3 separate regions of the Mus musculus genome follow, and regions 1 and 2 are each linked to region 3. The links are chromatin contacts, called in public Hi-C maps. All regions are on one chromosome and are shown on one strand. The core of a region is the stretch at or near the end of the contact, and the rest is flanking DNA. Distances in the headings are between cores, read along the strand shown.

Region 1 (4,827 bases), core at 1,249-3,748, 750 kb before region 3:
TGGGAAGAGGGAGTGAGGCAGGAAAGCTGGTATTTGTGATACTACCAAGATACATACTAGGAAAAAAATACAGGGAGGGATAGCACAGTTTAGATAAAGAATATTAATATAATTATCTGAGAAACATATCAGTTTTCAATCTACTAGTTTAGTTTTGTTTTTTAAATAAAAAAGTTTTAAATTGTTTATCTGTGCATGCATGTGCATGAACACCCCCCCACACACATATATGCACATGCACACGCATGTGCGCGAGTGAGCACATGGACACACACACACAAAGTCAGGTACCCATAGGGGCCAGAGGTAGCAGGTCCGCCTGGAGCTGGAGTTACAGCTGATTGTAAGAGGCCTGATGTAAATGAACTGCAGTTCTTTTAACTTAATTGCTGAGCTGTCTCTCTGGAAGCCATTTTTTTTTTTTTTTCTTTTTGAATACATTCAAAGGGTCATGGGCTTCCACAACAATGGACAGACCGGGGAGGAAGGTAATTTGTACATTCTACATGTCCAGCAAGGTTGGGCCGGCCCATCATGAATCTGGCCAGACTCTCTTTCCAACTTCACAGAGCCCCATTGGCTAGACAAGTCAGCCATGATCTCCGGAGTGTCACACACTCCAAAATTCTGAGGACACATTTCAAAATCCTGCCCCATTAAATAGTTATTTTTATATATAAAAGAGATTTATTCAGCCGGGCGTGGTGGCGCACACCTTTAATCCCAGCACTCCGGAGGCAGAGGCAGGTGAATTTCTGACTTTGAGGCCAGCCTGGTTTACAGAGTGAGTTCCAGGACAGCCAGGGCTACACAGAGAAACCCTGTCTCGAAAAACCAAAAAAAAAAAAAAAAAAAAAGAGAGAGAGAGAGAGAGAGAGAGAGAGATTTCATTTTTAGTGCTGTGTGTGTGTAGCTGTGTGTGTGGAGGTGAGTGTGTGGAGGTGTGTGCATGTGTGAGGGCAGGTGCCTTTACATCCAGAAGAGGGCATCAGGTGTGCAGGAGCTGGAATTACACGCGGTTGTGAGCCTTCTGATGTAGGTGCTGAGAACCAAATTTGGATGCCTTGTAAGGAGGAGCACCCACTCTGAACTGTGGGTCTTTCCAGTCTCTTAAAATTCTTCGGGGTGGGGGTGGGAGGAGTGTGGGGGGTTGGCGTGAGGTCATGGCTTACAACTCTTTTTAAAAGATGTAAGTTTCACGACTCCCTGTACACCAAAGAACAACTTCATTTCATATTCCTTCTGGAGTGTCTTGACTGTAGCCATTAGCAATCCATCCTCCGTTTTCCTAGCCCGTATTTTCTTACAGCCTCGCCGAGAGACGCCGAGTTTTTGACCCAGTGTGAGAAAATATTAAGATGGTTCTGAGATTTCATCACCCGACGAAAATAAGGAATCCCCAAACTGCAGGGTCATGGATGGACTTTGGGGCTCGGGTTTCCAGAGGGGTCAGATTTCCCCTGGCTCCTCAAGTCTAGTGGAGAGAGGCTGGGTCTGAAGCAGTATCGGTTTTTCTGGCACCAGAACCACGGCTGAACACTAATGCGTTTAACAGTTGGACTTATTTTTAATCTACTGTATTAGGGAGCGCAAATTTAATCAAGAACAAAATGTTACCGACGGTGTTTTTGTTTCTGCGCATGCATACATTCCCAGTGCTGTCTCCGGTTCTCTTGAGCTACAAGCTCTCTGACTTATTTCATAACATTAGATTTTTTTTTTTTTAAGTGCCAATGTTTGTGGAGGGTGAAGAAGGAGAGAAATAAGGAGCTGGAGACGCCCCCCCCCCATCATTAAAGAAATAATTGCAGTACAGATTTTTTAACAATTGCTCTCCCTGCAGTGAATGTTGTTATGGACGGAGCTAATAAATGTCTTCAACCATTACTGCTGGGATACACTTTTGGCTTATTTTTCTGCCATTGGGAGGCATGGCTGGGTTGAGACATTCGGTTTTTTTTTTTTTAGCTCCCCCCCCCACCCCCCCCCCCCCCCCCGCCAACACCACCCCCCCTTAATCAAAGAAAGAGATCTTATCTCCCTAGCCAGCCTAGCTTACCCCCTCCCTCTGCCCTCCTCCCTGGATGCCTAGTTTACTGAAACCTGACTTGCAGGTCAGGGAACTGGTAACAGATTAATTTTACTCAAAGAGGAACACTAAGTATTTTGGCTGGGACACATGAGAATCCTGTTATAATATTACCATTTTCCCCTTTCTAAATTAAATATTAGGAAAAATTAAGCCAAGTAGTGGCCCACGCTACAGTGGAAAGTATTTCTCTCACAAACACGGGGAGATAAATGCTTGTGTGAGTGAAGGCACAATAAATACACATTATGTTAAAAAACCTAAGATTATGCAGGTTTTAGAGTTATAGCTAAAAGTGGTTTAGTGTTTCATGCCTAATAATAGATTACGCCTATCATATTTCCAACCTTCATTTCTCCTCCCTTTGAAGTCCAGCCATATAAAGGTTGTTTGTTGAACCACACTAAAGTTAAAGCAAACATTACTTAGGGTGATTCATACTGGCAAGAATTTGCAATGAAGGCAGTGGTGTGTGTGTGTGTGTGTGTGTGTGTGTGTGTGTGTGTGTGTGGTGTGCCTGAGTCAAAGGAAATGAAATGTTTGTAATATTTTTTTTCGGTTGATAAATTTATTAAAACATTCTAGAAGCTTCTAAGGGAAGCAGGGCTGACATACATAGACTCTCTGCAAACAGATTACACCCGGGGCCCCGTGGGGGAGGCAGACCTTAAAAGAGGGAAAAATTCTCTGGATTTCAGAAATTGCCACCAGGTCACAGCAATACTTAATTAACTGAATCCATTAACAGAAGGCTGTAACCTAGTTGTTAAGAAGAAGGAAAAAACAAAAGACAAAAAAAACCACACACACACACACACAAAAACAAAACAAAACAAAACAAAACAAAACAAAAAACCAAGAAAACAAAAAACAAAAAGAAAGAAAGAAAAGGAAGAGCAAAGTTAGGGAGTAGCTAGATTCATTTACTCCTCTGTTCTGTGCTTAGGATTAGCCTTTCAGAATGAGCAACCTGATTTTTTTTTTTTTAAAGGATCCATTTACCTTCCAGGCCTTTTCATAGCAAAACATTTTGTAGGGTTGCAAAAGAGATTAATTTGTTGCCAGTTGCTCCATACTGGCAGGGTTTCTGAATAAAGAATGTAAGCAATCTATCTTTGTTTGTAAGATATAATTAATCTGGCAGTTAAAATTCTTTGGAAACATTCTGATGACTTATGTGGAAAAGTGGAGCAAAGATTTCAAAGAAAAACTCAGAACTGTGTGCAGGGGAAGATAAAAGATATATGAAGTGTTTGTTCTAAGCGATACTATTCATTTACAGATCATAACGTAGCCCCACCCTGGCAATTATTCTGGAAAACAAGACAAATCTTTGTCTAGAGCCTTCTGACGGCGGTCTTGATTTGACAAACAAAATAAGCACATTACTGTTGTACTCTAATAGACTGCAAGCTGTTTTATTAGAGTCAGCTGAATCCTGTTTTGCATAAAAAAGAACACTGTTTGCTATGGAGAACACATTTATGTTAATAGGACTTTGACAAAGTAAAATAAAATCGCATTAAGATGCTGCAAAGAGATAAGACAATGAAATCTCCGGGAGAGAGAGAGAGTTTTGGCACACACTAATTACAGTCACGTCCCTGCAGGAAAAGAATATATTTTTACACCAACTATCCATGTGTTTGAAAATGCAGAGAGCTTAAAGCATAATTCCTGGTCTCGGCATTTCCTGGATGCGTCAGGCCCCGTGTGTCACTAAGGTGGTGACTGTTTTAAAGGAGTCTATCTGATAAATCCCACTTTCATTTTCAGCAGCAAAGGCAGGTTTCTTTCTGAATGTGAGCGAGCCTGCCATCATCCTGCTTAGTTTGAAGGGACTTTCCAATATAGGGCCGCTGAAAACAAGGTTTTAGATTACATGGTAATTTAGGAATGCATGAAAAGTGAAGCAGTTACCATAATAGGGTTCTGGGTAAACTTCATGGTTTTTAGAGCAAAACATAACAACATATGTTTTGTGATTTGTCTCAATGATTATATACATATATATATATATGTATATATATATATATATGTATATATATGCAATTTTGTTCGGGTACTATCAAAATATTTGGAGGCCTCATCTGTGCACAGCATTTTTATAACCTTATTTTGAAAACTGATGTCTCTTCTTTTAGTTCAGTCATTAAAAGGCAGGCGATGATGGACGCCTGAATGCCTTGGGTTTTATGACTAGTCAGTTCCTGGCAGCGGCCATATTTCTTCCCTAGTGAAACTTTAATATTCCTTTGGCCTTGTTTAGGCTAAAAAAAAATTTTTTTTTTTTTTTTCAGGATGTGTGTGTGGGGCAACTTTGCTACTCTGGCTGGCTACTTATAAATATCACCAACCAGATATCATACCAAGCAGATATCTGCCTCTCCCCCGCCCCCTGCTCCCCACCCCCCATGACTTAACACCCCACAAAATGAAGAGGCCAGAAAGGGAGACCTATTCTCCCTGGCTTCTAATAAATACTTCCTGCCCTGTGATTATGCTAGATTCTTTCCTGTTAAAAGAGGCAGGGTTATGGAGAAAACCTTGTCGGTGGACGGCGGCGCTATTGAAGGGAAGTGAGCCTCCTTGGAGTAGAACGGGACTGCTATTTGAATTGCTGCTTTGGAACTTGTCCTGAATGAGGCAGCTTTTATGAGAGGCCCGATTTTCAGCCCAGACTCTTTGATCTTCTTGAAGTTGCAACACCAGACACCAGGTGTCTCCACTTAGCTGAG
Region 2 (4,854 bases), core at 522-3,021, 640 kb before region 3:
ATTTAGCCTAATGTTTATTTATTTTAAGTTTCATTGCATATATTCAATGTATACAGCACTGGGTTATACAGCAATATCTTCATACAGTGTGTATTATAATTGAACATACCCTCCCTGCCACTCCCCAACCTGCCAACCTTCTTTTTCTGAGATTTCCCCCCCCACCCCCCCCAATTTGGTGACTCTTTGGGTAGGTTGAATTTCTCAATTATGCTTCTAATCTAATCTGGTCCTACTAATTAAGGTATTTTTTTACTGAAGGAAGCTGACACTGTCCCCAACTCCGCCACACACTTTCTCATGCTATTTTTGTTTTGAAGATTTTTGTTCTACACGTGTAGTGTGGATGTGCTCACTTATAATCTCCTGATTATGGCTAAGGCTTCAGACAGAGCTGAGCTCACTTCTCAAGTTATGAGCGCGGCAGTCACCTAATAGTCTGTAATTACAGACATTTAGGCTTTAAAAATCCCGTGTTTTCCCATTTCCATTTGCAGGAGACAGATTTAAAGAGATTTACATGCAGAGACCAAAAAAAAAAAAAAATCCATTGTATTGTAAAGTCAAATGCTGCGGATAGCTTTCTTGTTTTTCTCTGAGCTCCCTTCAGTCAATCCCCCTCCTTAAAGAGATCCAAGGTGGCTCTCAACCTGTGGGTCGCGACCCCTTTGGGGATTCCCAGGGGGTGGCCTAAGTTAGTCTGCATATCAGATATTTACATTACAATTCATAACAGTAGCAAAATTACAGTTATGAAGTATCAATGAAAATAATTTTATGGTTGGCGGTGACCCAACCATGCTCTGGTGGTTCCTAACTTCTATGGGGGAGAGGGTAAGCCTTGAGTTTTGAGTAGTTAGTAGAGGTCTTCAGCATTAATAACTTTGAAAAGGTTCCACAGGGAAGCAGGACAAGAGAAGATGCAGCAGGAAAGATAGGCTTAGTGCATCAGGTGGGGGATCCGGCACAGACTGAGATCTATTCAGAAATTTGTTTCAAAAGTGCAGAGATATTGGGGCACATGTGAATGTCTTTGTGTGTATATGTCTCATACAACATAGATCACATTTCTATACCCAGAATATCGAGCATAGGAGGAGGATCAGTTTTGGTGAGAAAATATAAATGACCCATCATTTTGGGACAGACATCTAATAAATGACATTGATTTATTCTGGGTGAAAAAGGTAAGTTTCCAAGTGGAGCTAAAAATTTAATGGTTTGAAAATCTAATGGTCACCATTTGCATATATTTAATAAATATAAATAAATACACAATCTAATCAAATTAAACTTCACTGTTCTTTCTTTGTTATGATTACAAATCTATAGTCTTTATGCTTCTAACACAAAACCGGTTTTAACTGAACAAATCTAAAAAAAATATGTCTTTACTGAAGAATTTATCTTCCTGCTTCAGGGCCTGAGTTTTCTGGTTGCCCCCTTTAGCTCTTAATTAAGTTAAAATCAAGGGGGATAGCTACTTCAATGAAATAATTAAGACATAAAGATGAGAAGCTTCACTCCCTTCTGTGTATGTTGATCTGCAAATCCTCGGTACCGTAAATGGTTTTTGGATTTGAAAAGCAGCTCAAAGCCCAGTTACAAATGGAAGGAATGACTCAACCAGATAGAATTTCCTTAATTCTGAATGCCTTGATTTTTTGCTGATGGGGGGAAAATCTTTCCCAAGGGCAGGCAGATGAATCTTTGAGCAAACCTCCACAGGAGGGCGCCATAGTGCGACTCTGCTGCAAGCTGCAGCTGCTGAGGCCCTTCCGGCCTTTATCCCTGTTTTGATGAAGTGTCTCAGATAGAGTGTGTATTCCCTGAACTGGAAAATTCTATGTTGTCAAAACTCAGGATGATAGGTTTCATGTGAGTTTGCTTTTGTCTATCGGTTTAAAACGACTGGAAGTAATTTAATCTTTCTTTGGGAGGCATGTGGTCTTTGTACATTTTATCTTAAAACACAGTAAAATGGGTGAGCTGCATGCTTTAAATGAAGCAAAAGCTAAACAGGTCAAAGCTACAGCATGCTTTAAAATGGCTGGTATATGTTAGAACAAGCTAATTAATCAAACCTGGAGACATCACAAAAGTGCACTTATTACTTATAATTAGGATGTGTTTATACGTTGTTTGCATAGATCACATTATTTTCAAATGATATATATTACTTATAATGGCATGTTTAGCTAACTAGGTGGTAGATAGGTAAATCAATCTTAGCAAATATAGGAACAGAATCAAAATATAAATTGTTGAATGGCTCTCTCTAAGACATAAAGATTCTGGAAACATACACTACAATGTTTGTGGTAGATATTTGGCCCAAATTACAGACTTAAAAAATGAGCCTTTTTATAACTCACATTTTGGTAGTATATTCTCAAACCATCCTCTAAGAGATAAGAAATGTTAATATTTTACTAGATTTAAATCAATATAAAAGTAATTATGATCTTGGCAGTTGCCATGTGTCTTTGTGAGCCTGGCCTTATTCTGAAGACAAACAGAGCCTTGTAAGCTCAAGACAGCCACACTGAATGGACAGCTTCATTAAATCTGAGAAGGACCAGGCCTGGTGGATATCGATATAGATTATATGGTTCCAATAACTGTTTATATAACATACACATTTCCAGTAAGAAAACTATTCATCTCATTATGGATTTTGCTCAAAGAAATGTCATGTGGACTAATCCTAACAATGGAGAGGAAGCGGAGGAGGGGCCTTGGGTATTTTGAGAACCTCTGTGGTAGGATGTAACTGCCTTACAGTCAAATGTTGGTAGCTTTGATAGTCTAGGAATTTGTAGTTGAAACAAAATAACATAAGTGCAGTATAAATGGGACAGCTTTCGGGGTCTGCATTCCTTATTAGAAACTGATGCTGTCAAGATTTCATACAAGCGAGCCTGCAGAAATATCTCAGTGGGGAAAAGCCCTTGCCATGCACAACCCTGAATTCAACCCCAGAACATGCGTTGGATGGAATTGACTCCTGAAAGTTGTCCTCTGACCTAAACACACACACACACACACACACACACACACACACACACACACACACACACACTCACAAGCACATGAACACACATACAAAAAACACTCACATTTACACAGGAGATATACACACACATACAATATACACAGAGAGAGACACATAAAGATACATTCATACACACAAAGTGTACATACACACAGGAAAACACATACAAAAATACATTCATATACACAAAGTGTACACACACATATACACACATACAAAAGTACATTCACACACAAAGTATATACACACACTATACTATACACAAACTCAAACACATACAGACATGCCCCACACACATAAACACACATATATTTTATACACAGAGATATCATACATATAATAAATAATTTTTTAAAAAATTAAAAATATCATACTCATGAAAACACTTGCTTAGGTAGAGAGGCTGGTGGACTTTCCAATGGTTCACACCTGGTTGGTAACATTAAATTTGCTGGTAATTAAAATGCTACTTCACTGTTTTCCCAGGGAATTGAGCCACAGTGACTAAATTTAATATCTTTTCTTTTTAGCTCCTACTGATAGACCTTTATGTCAATAAATAATTCAGAAGGTAGATTTAAAAATACAAGACAACTTAGGTAAGTGCTTACACATCATATTATTTAAAACACTGTTCTGTAAATTTGGCAACTTTTATGTAGTCAGATACTTTAATAATTTAACCACACTTAGCCAGTTTTCTTTGGATTTTTTATTGTAGGTTTATTCTAGTTTATATTCTATAATATTTTATTATTGTGCAATGCTGGGGGTTGGGAAGTGTTCTATCACTGACTGATGCCTCCTCCCCTTTACCCAGAATCCAGTTCATCAGAAACTTCATGAGACAAGTTCTTTCTTTAAAATCTTAAGAGAGTCATTGTTATGAAATGTCTTGACATCAGGAAGTCAAACTAACTCAACTTCTGAGTCAGCTTCCACTAGATTTCATATCATTGTGTGATATCAAAATATTTCCTGCACACAAAAATGTCTTATTGATGACATTTTATTTTGTTTTGCCATTTCCCTCCCTTTATCCCTTTTTCTTTTCTTTTCAAAACTTTTATCATTATTATTCGTATGTGTGTGTGTGTTTGTGTGTGTGCTTGGCGTACCACTAAGCCTAAGGGCTACACTAATCTACAACTAAAAGCATACATACTTAGAAGGCAGCTTGACAGCATGTGCATTTGACACACATGCTGAAATAGCATCCCCTCCTCTCTGGGCCTTTGACCTTCCAAACCATAAGTTTAGATCATGTTTACATGACAAGGTATGAAATTCCTTCTTGTCAAGCAGGCTTCGAGTCCAAACCCTCAGTGGCTGGTTACCTGCTAACCTCCACACCACTATTGCACAAGTGGACATATCTTGCTTGGCAGGTCAGGATTGTAGCATCAGAGTTGGCTGCCAGCAATGCCATCAGTAACTTTCCTCTTCTGTATTTTCCTTTTTTTTTTTTTAAATGGCATATATTCATTATCCTTAGTAAAGTATTTCATAAGGACATTTAATGCAAGCACACAATGTATTTTGACCATATCCCTGGTCCTTTTCATCCCCTTAGACAGTGACACATCTCCTCTTACGTCATGTACACATATATGATTTATGTATCAATGTAAAATCTAGGACCCATAATGGGAAGACATATTTGTCTTACTGATTCTGGCTTAACTCCCGTAATACCATGATACTAAGTCCATCCCCAGCTCATCCATCTTTGTGCAAACGATGTAATTCCGCTTTCCTTTTGGGTGAATGAAATTCCATCGTGTATACACAGCTTGGTT
Region 3 (4,341 bases), core at 990-3,489:
ATGTATGATTGTTCATATATAGTTCATATATACTATATATATAGATATATTTATTTACATGGTATATATAGTTCATATATATACTGTATATATACACAGTATATATAGTTCATATATACACTGCATGTATACATGTATATATAGTTCATATATATATATATGCATATGTATACATATACATATCTGTGTTTTACCAGAGCCATTATATATGTATACATATATATGTCTATGTATATATATGTGTGTGTGTGTGTGTGTGTGTGTGTGTGTGTATACATTTGTTTGTTTTACCAGAGCCATTATATATGTATACATGTATACATGTATACATGTATACATGTATACATGTATACATGTATATGTATATGTATATGTATATGTATATGTATATGTATATGTATATGTATATGTATATGTATATGTATACATGTGTGTGTATACATTTGTGTGTTTTACCAGAGCCATTATATATATATATATATATATATATATATATATATATATATATATGTGTGTGTGTGTGTGTGTGTGTGTGTATGTATATATATACATATAGATAGATACACATATATGTGTCTATATGTATCTTACAAAGTATAGAGAAATGAGTTAAGAATTAAGCAAGACTGTGACAAAGAACATTTGGGATGAGGAAGGACACCCAAGGTCAAGGAGATGCTGGAATGTTGCAGCAGAGAGTAAGGAAAGAAAGCTCAGCTGCTGAAACTAGATGTCCCAGGGTGGGGTATTGACCAAGGCGGGCTCCTCTTCTCCTCAGCGAAGAGGAGGGAGCAATGCAGGGAAGGACCTGTAAGGACGAGACTGGGAAGAAAGGAGGGAGGAGCTGTGATCCAGATGTAAAGTGAATTAAAAATAGTAATAATAAAAATAATTGATCTCTGTAGGGGAAGGAGGAGGAGGAGGAGGACAGGGGAGGGGGAGGAGGAGGAGGGAGGGGGAGGAGGAGGAGGAGGAGGAGGAGGAGGAGGAGGAGGAGGAGGAGGAGGAGAAAGCCTGTGTTCTTCCTTAATAAAACATGCAGAATGGAGTGACTGCTAACAGGGTTGAGGATGGGGAGGAAGCCTCTCCTGGGTTCACAGTGGCAGGCCATCCATCCTCCATTCCCACCGGATGCCTCTCTGACACCACACAGGCACACTCTAGTCTGCCTTGAGAAGGGGGTCTTTGCAAAACACAGGCTAGTCCTACAAAATTCATTTTACCAGATAACTAAGCTAAGAGTGGATGCATCAGAGCTACCAACTCACTCAAGACTGTTTCCTCTTAACTACTCACACATTAACTAGCAGCAGTTAGCCCGGGAAGAGACTTCCTAGACTTTTTAGATCTAGTCTTTGTTAACTTTCTTTTATCCCTCATAATGTCATTTTAAGGAATATTTAGTCTGTCAAAAACAAAAAACAAAAACCATGATTCAATTAGAAGAGCTGTCTAATAACTAGAAACATGAGGACCTGAGTTCAGATCCCTAGAATCCTCCTGAAGCCAAACACAGTAGCATGTAGATAAGACCCTAGCATTCCCTTGAGACGGAGGCAGAGAGACCCCAGAAGCCTGTGGGGTCTCTAGACTGGCATACACAGCAGTAAACAAGAGACGCTAACTCAACCAACATGGAGGTGAAGACCAGTACTCAAGGCTGTTCTCTGGGTGCCACTCAGGTGCCATATTTGAATGATGTCAGGGCTTTAGAACAAATACCAATTGAATAAATTCCTCTGTACAGCGTGTGCTATATAAGCTTACAAAACATTTAATCCACGTTGAGAGGAAACACATGGTTGCTGATTACAAGACCTATTGAAAGCCACAACCGTGGTCAGATGGAGGATGCTGGCTAATTTAACCCTCATTCGTGTGAGACAAGCAACCACATTGGAAACATATACTTTTTGAGCCATGCTGGCTGCTAATCAGAGGTGACAGCCATGAGCTGAGGGAAGACGTCATGCTCAGCTGATCCAGCACTGGTGTGTGGGTCATGTTGTTGACCATTGTTCACCAGGTAAATTAGTCACAAACTGGCATCGATTGAAAGCCTGGCTCTGCCTCTCTTTTAGGGTTGCCTGGGCACTCAGTGGGGTCTTCTAGAGGGAACAGAACAGGATGTGACTTCAGTCCCACTGAGGCTTGATAATCAGAGGCTTGAACAGGTGGGGGCTGTGTCATGAGTCTTTTAGAAGCCTATCAGTTGGGCATGGCGAGCAAACATTGCTAGCAGGGAACAGTACACACTGTCCTGTGAACCACTCTGGGTGTTGTGGTGGAACGTCACCCGGATGGCGTCAGTACGTGGCTCTTGCAGAGCAAAACTCCACCTTTCCACCCATTTAGACTTAAGCACCTACTCACATCCAAGCTCCCAAACACGTTCCTCTCCCAAGTGAAAGAACCAAAGAGGGTCTGAGACTGATTTATAAAAGTGAGCAGAGAGCTCCATTGGCAAGCCAAGCGCTAGCTTTTTCCACGTGGATTTTGATCTGGCTTCTCTCCAATATACAAGCTGTGCTTCTTACCCTTGGAGAGATAAGAGAGAAAGAAATCATACTCTGGGAGAGTTAAATAACCGCACGGAATGTAACAACGTGGCTGAAGAAATGTCAGTGGGAAGGAATTGATTATCTGCTATGGGAAAGACACTGAGCTGAGTGGTCTGCAAACTGTGAGCTACGGAGCCTCCAGTGGTGGGATCGGGAGTAGAACTATCCACGCTGCAGCAGAAGCGAATCATCTGGACTGGACTGGAAAGGTGTCAGGGCAGATTATATGCTCGTGCACAAGCCTGAAGAGCAGAGTTTAACTTCATTTTTTATTAGATATTTTCTTTATTTATTATTTCAAATTTTATCCCCTTTCCTTATTTCCCCTATGAAAACCCCCCTATCACATCCCCCCTCCCTCTGCTCACTAACTCACCCACTCCTGCTTCCCTGTCCTGACATTCAGAGACTGTCCCACTTGGGGATCCATCCCATATAAAGTTCCCAAACCCAGACACTATTGTGGATGCCAACATATCTTGCTGACACGTGTCTGTTATAGCTGTCTCCTGAGAGGCTCTGCCAGCACCTGACAATTACTGAAGTAGATGCTCACAGCCATCCATTGGACTGAGCACAGGGTCCCAAATGGAGGAGCTAGAGAAAGGACACAAGGAGCTGAAGGGGTTTGCAGCCCCATAGGAGCAGGAACAATATGAACCAACCAGTACCCCCAGAGCTCACAGGGACTAAACCACCAACCAAAGAGTACACATGAAGGGGCTCAAGGTTCCAGCCACATATGTAGCAGAGGATGGCCTTGTGGGACATCAATGAAAGGAGAAGACCTTGGTCTTGTGTAGGCTCTATGCCCCAGTGTAGGGGAATGCCATTGTTTGCCTTCTTAGATCCCAGGAGATGGAAGGAGAAAGCCAACTCCTGAAGATTATCCTCTGACCTCCACACACATGAAGTTGCATGCACACACACACACACACACACACACACACACACACAAGAGAGAGAGAGAGACAGACACAGAGACACAGAAAGACCGAGACATAAACAGAGACAGAGATTCATTTGAAAAAAAAAAAGAAGTTATCCAATCAATGAGATTTCAGTCTAACCACGCAGTCCAGCTTTCACTTTACCAGGGTGACCCTTGTTTTGGTTTTGGGTTGGGACATGTTCTTTTAGTATCAATAGAACACCTTTATATCCCAGTCCACCATGCCCGGCTACTTTTCTTAGCTTGAGTTCTGATGTTAGAACTCAGGTGCAAATGGACAGCCAGGACCTTACTAGCAGTCATCTCTCCACTCAGAAGATGTTAAATAGAAATTAAATATAATTATATTTATAATATATTATACAAAATATGTATTATATGTTATTATGAAATATTTTATAAGTCTTAGAATATAAGAATATATATTTAGAATATATAAGACTGACTGTGGGTTTTACTTCTCAACAAACGTACTCTTTCCAATTAATGGCTGGTCTTTGGACTATGATGAAGCCCAAGAGCCCTGTAGTCAAGAACTGTTGTGAGCTAATCCAGAAACCAGAGCCTGAGTCCCAGGAAAAGATACTTCATTTCTACTGGCTTGGGACACAAGAGGAGTCAGAATGAGGAGACATTGTCTCTCTGTACTAATGTCAGCTCAAAGAAAGGGTGGGGATATTAGGAACACAGCATAAACACATAAATGTAGCAATACAGGGAGCTAAACACTTAAATGTAACAGAATAGCAAGACCCTTAAAAAAAAGAAAAAAGAAAGAAAGCATTATGTTACTTTCTTGGGAAGTCCATGTCTGGAATTATGATAACT

What was found. A called contact is a pair of places that touch in the nucleus more often than the background predicts.
Region 1: a contact with region 3 is called in a Hi-C map of liver, with 3 times the contacts expected there. The contact joins two enhancer-like sites. A contact is called at or near these places in 1 of 484 Hi-C or Micro-C datasets (liver), 2 of 115 datasets of contacts at active chromatin or transcription factors (extraembryonic endoderm stem cells and pancreatic cancer cells) and 1 of 9 other capture datasets (embryonic stem cells).
Region 2: a contact with region 3 is called in a Hi-C map of uterus, with 4 times the contacts expected there. The contact joins two enhancer-like sites. A contact is called at or near these places in 6 of 484 Hi-C or Micro-C datasets (adipose-derived mesenchymal stem cells, cerebral cortex, cortical neurons and 2 more).

What each region holds. Positions count from the first base shown.
Region 1 is chr10:68,352,428-68,357,254 of GRCm38.p6, forward strand. No RefSeq gene overlaps it. Among named protein-coding and RNA genes, the nearest start is that of Gm32748, 15 kb to the left of the region's middle. Within about 2 kb of position 2,499, at least 118 of the 459 cell types and tissues checked have an H3K27ac peak or open chromatin away from gene starts, as enhancers often do. A contact at or near this core is called in liver, where this site is marked.
Region 2 is chr10:68,463,395-68,468,248 of GRCm38.p6, forward strand. All of the region lies in intron 5 of Cabcoco1 (ciliary associated calcium binding coiled-coil 1), which reads right to left. Among named protein-coding and RNA genes, the nearest start is that of Gm32872, 63 kb to the right of the region's middle. Within about 2 kb of position 1,772, at least 15 of the 459 cell types and tissues checked have an H3K27ac peak or open chromatin away from gene starts, as enhancers often do. A contact at or near this core is called in uterus, where this site is marked.
Region 3 is chr10:69,102,477-69,106,817 of GRCm38.p6, forward strand. No RefSeq gene overlaps it. Among named protein-coding and RNA genes, the nearest start is that of Gm40684, 7.8 kb to the right of the region's middle. Within about 2 kb of position 2,240, at least 21 of the 459 cell types and tissues checked have an H3K27ac peak or open chromatin away from gene starts, as enhancers often do. A contact at or near this core is called in liver and uterus, where this site is marked.